Linked DNA regions of Macaca fascicularis: region 2 is linked to region 1. The links are chromatin contacts, called in public Hi-C maps. All regions are on one chromosome and are shown on one strand. Each heading gives the region's core, a stretch centred on a gene start, on an enhancer-like site or on the middle of the called end of the contact. The rest is flanking DNA. Distances are from core to core; before and after follow the strand shown.

Region 1 (2,974 bases), core at 209-2,708:
AACTCACAGCTGTGCGGTCCTGGACCCAACTGACTGTGGTAAACCGATCTGGCTTCAGGAAGTCCCGTCCCGAGGCCACTCCCCATCCCGACCCCCACACTCTCCTTCACCTCCTGACACCCACATCCTGTTCTCAGTGGGAGGGGCAGGCAGCGGGCACCAGGCCAGAGGCCCAGCCAGGGTCTCCAACCTGTGGGCAGAGTGGGAGAGGACAGAGAGCAGCAGTGAGGCCCCAGTGCTGCTGGGTGCCCACTATTGCCAGCCTCCTCTCAAAGCACACACAAGGAGGCAGAGGCCCAGAGGCAGTGCAAGGTCCCCAGGATCCCACAGGGTCAGAGCGCCAAGAGCACAGGTTGTAGGGCTCAGGGGCATGTTCTGTGCTTCCAGATCTACCTATACCTAGAGAGGGGATTCGCCTTCTGGCCCCTGTGGCCCCACTCCAGCCAAAAGGAGCCTGATGGGAGGAGCAGAGTGAACTAGAGGCCAAAGAGAATGCTGGGAAAGACACCATTTTGGGCCCTGGGCCTTGGCCTGGTCCTCCTTTGGGACACCTCATCCCCAAGATGCCTTGTGCTCATCCACCTAGATCCTCCCAGCCTAGTTCAAGCGTGGGGCCAAAAATGGTCTCGCCCAGTGCTAGAAAGAGAGACGGTACTAAAGGCTGCAGCACACCATAGCTCTGACCCCTTACATTCCTTGGCCTGATATGCTGACCAGTTCTTGGGCTCCACCAGCCAGCCCGCCCCTCCTCCATGCCTCTCCCTCTCCTTCTGCACAACATAAGGGCTGATAGACAGTAGGGAGTTTGCCAAAGCTTGGCCCGTGTAACTCTGGTAATCTACGGCAAGATTCTAGAATGAGGTATTACCCAAAGGGACGTATATTTTTGTTTTACTAATTACAATTTATTAAAGTGTATCAGAAATATATAACTAGCCTATCAAATCAATTATTTCAAGGGCATGATTGCTTTGGACAAGGCCAGATTTATTGGAGCTTAAAAAAAACTGAGTAGCCCCGTCTCTACTAAAAAGTACCCGTCTCAAAAAAAAAAAAAAAAAAAAAAGTGAGTAGAAGGTGAACATTAAATTAAGTCATCATGCAGGTAGATCTCAGCTCAGACCAAGAATCCTAAAGAGTGTGGGGGAAGAGCTGAAGTTGGGGGAGCACAATCTAAGTCCTCACCAGGGCTCTTTCCTGCTTTAAACTCTGCATCTGGGCCTCCTCTCCCAGTTATAAGCGAAACAGGCAGCCCTGGACCTCGTAGGAGGGGCGAGGGAGTGAGCCGGTTTTCCCGAGGAGGTGCGTACTCACATAAAATGGCTCCAAGTGTTGGTCAGGGATCTGGTGAGCAATTCATAATGAGGAAAGAATTCAGGCAGGGGTCACACAGTGGCTTTGGAAGTGGCTGCCGGCCGGCCGTGTGAGATAATTCCCCGAAGCCAGGCACGGCGCAGAGAGGAGGCCACGGCAAGGGCTTTGTACACCCGGCTAAAAATACCCCCGACAGCTTCTCCCTGTCACCCTGCCTGGGGCCCGCACAGGAAAGTGATGGTGTTCTGCTTTTCTTGCTAGGAAGAGAAAGACAGCACCAAGTCCCCAGTCCCGGAAGAAACAAAACTTATATTTATATATTTTTCAAAATCCCACTAGGAGGAATTGGCTTGCTGGTTGGAGTGCGGCTGGGCGGAGAAGACACAGCCAACTCTGATAAATCAGGCATCCCGGGGTGTGCTTAAGTGACCCAAGAGGCCACTGAGATTAGCTCGGCGGCAGGGACAGAGGTGGGAGGGGAGTGGACGGGCTGTCTGCACACCGGCCTGCTCTCACACACGTCCCATCTCCCCCCTGTGTACCCAGGAGGAAGAGGAGGAGGCCCATTGGTGTCGGACCAATGCTGCAAGGGGTGTGAGGAGAGGAGCTGCTGTTTTCACTGAGCTGCCATACCCCGAAAGGTAACACCAGCCCCCGATGCCCAGACCGTACCATCACCTAAGCCTGGCCAGGGGCAAGCTCTAGCAGCCTGGAAGTGCTGTGGCTGGCCCAGAGCTGAGGGTTTTCAGCTGCTTTCCCTGCCTTTCCTGGGCCTGGCTGCAGGGCCTCTCCCTAACTCCTTGTGTGGTGCTCATACTGCCAGAAAAGGCTTCTGGGTGTCAGTTTGTCTGTCTCCAAAATGGGGCACTGGGCTCAGGTCCTACACTTACCTCAGTTCTCAAGGAGTCTCTGAGTCAGTTATGTCTGATTTGGTTGAGCCATCTTAGCAGCCTGGCTCAGTTGGAACTCTAGGAGTGTAGCCAGGGGTCCCAGCCCTTGTGGATGTGGGATTCTAAGGCCATGAGGTCCACAGTGCCATGTGGGGCTTGAGAAGAGAGGATTTTCCAGAGCAGACCTGGCTGAAGATGTGCTCCGCTGGGGATGTGGCTGTGGTCTCCTTTGTGGAAGCATTCACAATTCCAAAGTTCTCCCTGTCAGCTCTGGGCAAGAATTATTATCTGCATTTTCAGACCACGAGAACAAAGCACAGGGAAGTTAATGATGCCTGCCAGGGATCACACAGTGAGCTCTGGCCACGCCACAGCAACTTGGCTTCATCCTATTTGCCATTCCAGCTTCTGTGCTTTTACTTTGACCATACTGTACTCATCCTCTCAAGAGAAGTTCTGCTTTTGAGGCCAAGCAACCACTAGTCTGTATTGTGTGCCTGTGATTCCCATCCCTCCATCCACCCGTCATCCATCCACTTACCTCTCCATCTCTCCATCCATCCCTCTTTCTTTTTGTCCATCCACACTCATCCACCCATTCATCTCTCCACCACCCATCCATCCTTCCATCCACCTACTTACCCACCCATTCCCCCCATCCACTCAGCTGTTCATCCACCCATCTATTTACTCTTTGATTCACTCATCAAATATTCATGGAGTCTCACACCAGGCCAGGCCTGCATTAGGGGTTGGGGTTTTTGTTTTTG
Region 2 (2,990 bases), core at 335-2,834, 69 kb before region 1:
GCAGCCCGGCCGGGGCTGCGCCCCCTTGCGCTCTCCCCAACTTGCCTTTGTTATTCCAGCTCCCTTCCTTGCCTCGCCTCCGACACGGCGGCAGCCTGCAAAACGTGGAGCGCGGAGTTACCGCCACACCTGGAATCCGAAGCGGGCTCCGCGGGCTCCCGGCCGAAGCCGCCCCCGCCTGCCGGGGAGGGGAACGCGTGCGTGCGCGCGTGTGTGTGTCCAAAGGGGGCAACGCGGGCGCCAATTATGATTGGGACTGAGGGTACCGAAAATCAGGGGTGGGGGGCCTTGAGGAAGGGATATGGAAGAGGAAGTGGGAGAGGAAGGCGTGTGTGTGTGTGTACGTGAACGTGAGGATTTAGCGCCCAGGGGAACGTTTCGTGTTTTGTTTTTTGAGTGTATGTGGTGTGTACAGCGATGGGTGTAAGTGTGCAACTGCGTGTCTCTGAGCGTGCCTGCTGTGGCCGTGTAAGCGGGCATCTTAGTGAGGGAAAGTAAGCGACTGTGTGGGGGCGCGTTTGTGGTTTGGGGGGGAGCGTGTTTGCAATGCTGAGGGAGCGAACGTGTGTGCCGTTCGTGTAGGAGTTTCCGTGAGAGTGGCAGTGGACGTGAGCCAAAGTGGGCGCGTACTTGGATGCTCTCGGGGGTGGGTCGGCTAGGGGAACTCCCGCGAGTGGGTGCACCCAACTGCGCCTCGTGAGTACCTTAGCTCTCCGCTACCTCTGGCGGTGCCCAGTCTGGGGCAGAGGGCCGGGACCTAGCCTAGCAGCTCCCACGTAACCCGCGCGCACAGCGCCCCGGGCGCTCCGCGCCGGGCCTAGGGGAATCCACGCGCCTCTGGACTGTGCTAGGTGCCGCGGATCAACTGTGCGCAACCATCCTCGCTCCCCGACAGCTGTCGAGGGACCGCCCTCTAGTATCCCCCAAAGTCCTGGTGGTGGTCCTCTTCCCGCCCCACCCACCAGTCCCCGGGCTGTAGGAACAATTACAAAATCTCCTCCAGGGGAAGGCTTTGGAGATCCAGTTAGCAACTCGCTCAACCCCAATTAGGGTACCTGACAGCTCCCGGGGCCACGAGTGCACTCCAGGCTGGGGCGTGCCAGCGTGGGGCAGGGGCTCTCGGGTGAGCAGAGTGATTTTGGCTTCCTCCCCAAGGTGGTCTCTACCTCGGCTCAGCATTTCTCTCCCTCTCCAAACTTACTGGGGCTGAGGCCTGCAGGGGGGCTGGGGGCTGCAGGGGGCGTCAGGGAGTAGCGGAGGGAGTAGGGTAAGGAAGGAGGTGAGAGGACTGGCGGCGTAGCGGGGAACGAGGAGCCTGGAGGAGAAAAGCTGGGAAAGCGCCGAGACCGAGGAGCGGGGAAGAAAGAGAGGAAGGGAAGGGAAAGGAAAGGCGAAGGAGAGAACGAGGAGAGGCGAAAAGGAAAGGGGAAAGCCAGCGCAAAGCGCGAGCCAAGCCGAGCGGAGCAGAGTCGAGCCGAGCGCCGGCGGCGGCGCGGCGCTCCGCTCCGCCCTGACTCCGCACCGGCTTTTGTGGGCGGCCGGCGGCGCGGGGCCCTTTGGAAATAGAATAGCCAATGTAATCTGACACTTCAACTTGCTCGGCTCCGGGCGAGTTGATTCACTTACTCACCCCCTAACGCCGAGTTCCTTTTCACTGTCTGTGGACATTAAAAAAGCGAGCGGCGGCGGCGGGCGCCGGGGAGAGCTGGCGGCCGGGCGGCAGGCGGGCGAGCAGCGATCCGGCGGCTGAGCGAGCGAGCAACGCCGGCGCAGCGCGGTGACCCCAGCCCCAGCCGGCGCGGAGCAGGAGCCGGAGCCGAGCGGATCTCGGCGCCCTCGCTGCGCTTCTCCCGGCCCGAGCCTGCCCTACCCGGCGGTGGCGGCGGCGCGTCCTCCAGCGGCGGCAGCGGCGCTCGCAGCGCCCGGTAAGTTTGGGGCCAAAGCCAGGCGCCCGCTGGCTCCGGGGCTACCTCCCGCTCCCCGGGGACTCTCGGGGTGCAAGCGTGGGGTGTTGGGTGCTGGGGCTTTTCCCTTAAAGGGTCCCCCGGGGCGGGGCGACCGGCCGGCGGCGCGGGCTCCGCTCCGCTCCCCTTGGTGGCCGGGGGCGGAGGCCCAGCGGCCGGCAAGCTCCCGGCTGCGTGGAGCCGGCTGGGGCTGCGCGCGGGGGCTGGGTTTGTCAGGGTGTGCGGGGCGTAAGTGTGGTCGTGCGCGCGCGGACCCGGTGCCCGCCTCCTGCCGGCGCGCCTCCAGCCCTCGCTCCCTGCACCCGGGGGCCGGGCAGGACCGGGTATCGGAGGAGGGAAGAGAAGGACCGCCTTGGTCTCCTTCGCCTCCTCTGGGGAGATGCGAAGTTGTGCGCCTGTGTGTGTACAGGAACCGCTGGGGAAAGCGCCGGATTTCAGGGTGGCAAGGGGTGGTGGTGTTAAGTTGTGCGTCTGAATTTCCAGGGAAAACATACACTTTTGTAAATGGGAGGTGGGGGCGCGGTTAAGTTGTTTGTGTGGGAATTGCCCGGGGAAAGGCGGCGCGCGGTACAAACGAGGAACGCGGCGGGGTGTGTGTAGGGGTTTCTCCTAGGGCTTCGCAAGCCAGAGGGGCGCTCAGACCAGTGCCTGGACGGGGCTGCCCCGGCCAGGAGGGGAGCCCAGGGGGAAGATGTGCGTGTGTGTGTGTGCGCGCGCGTTGCAAATACGAAAGTAATTTCCCCGTGTTCTTTCTTCCTCTCCGTCTCCGGCGGCGGTGGCCCCGGGGGAGTGGGAGGCCAGCCGGGGCGGAGGTTGGGGGGCCGGGGCTGGAGCCGGGGTCGTGGGGGAGGCGGGCTCTGGAAGCTTGCTTCACATTCCTGGCGTCTGGGCTGGGGAAAAAACAGTGGGGAGCGCGGCCTCGGCGTCTAGGGCGCGGGCAGCGGGCGTGCGTCGCCCCCTCGCCGGGGACATCTGTCCAGGAAGCCGGCCGGGCGGGGAGAGGGCGCGGTGCTGAGGGCAGGCTCC

Evidence for each region. A called contact is a pair of places that touch in the nucleus more often than the background predicts.
Region 2: a contact with region 1 is called in a Hi-C map of skeletal muscle, with 3 times the contacts expected there. The contact joins the promoter of ZMIZ1 here to the enhancer-like site in region 1. A contact is called at or near these places in 2 of 2 Hi-C or Micro-C datasets (liver and skeletal muscle).

What each region holds. Positions count from the first base shown.
Region 1 is chr9:67,336,390-67,339,363 of T2T-MFA8v1.1, reverse strand. ZMIZ1 (zinc finger MIZ-type containing 1) reads left to right here. Exons shown (of 23, transcript XM_074001699.1): 3 at 1,861-1,955. Among named protein-coding and RNA genes, the nearest start is that of ZMIZ1, 69 kb to the left of the region's middle. Within about 2 kb of position 1,458, at least 2 of the 6 cell types and tissues checked have an H3K27ac peak or open chromatin away from gene starts, as enhancers often do.
Region 2 is chr9:67,405,582-67,408,571 of T2T-MFA8v1.1, reverse strand. ZMIZ1 (zinc finger MIZ-type containing 1) reads left to right here and starts at 1,584. Exons shown (of 23, transcript XM_074001699.1): 1 at 1,584-1,925.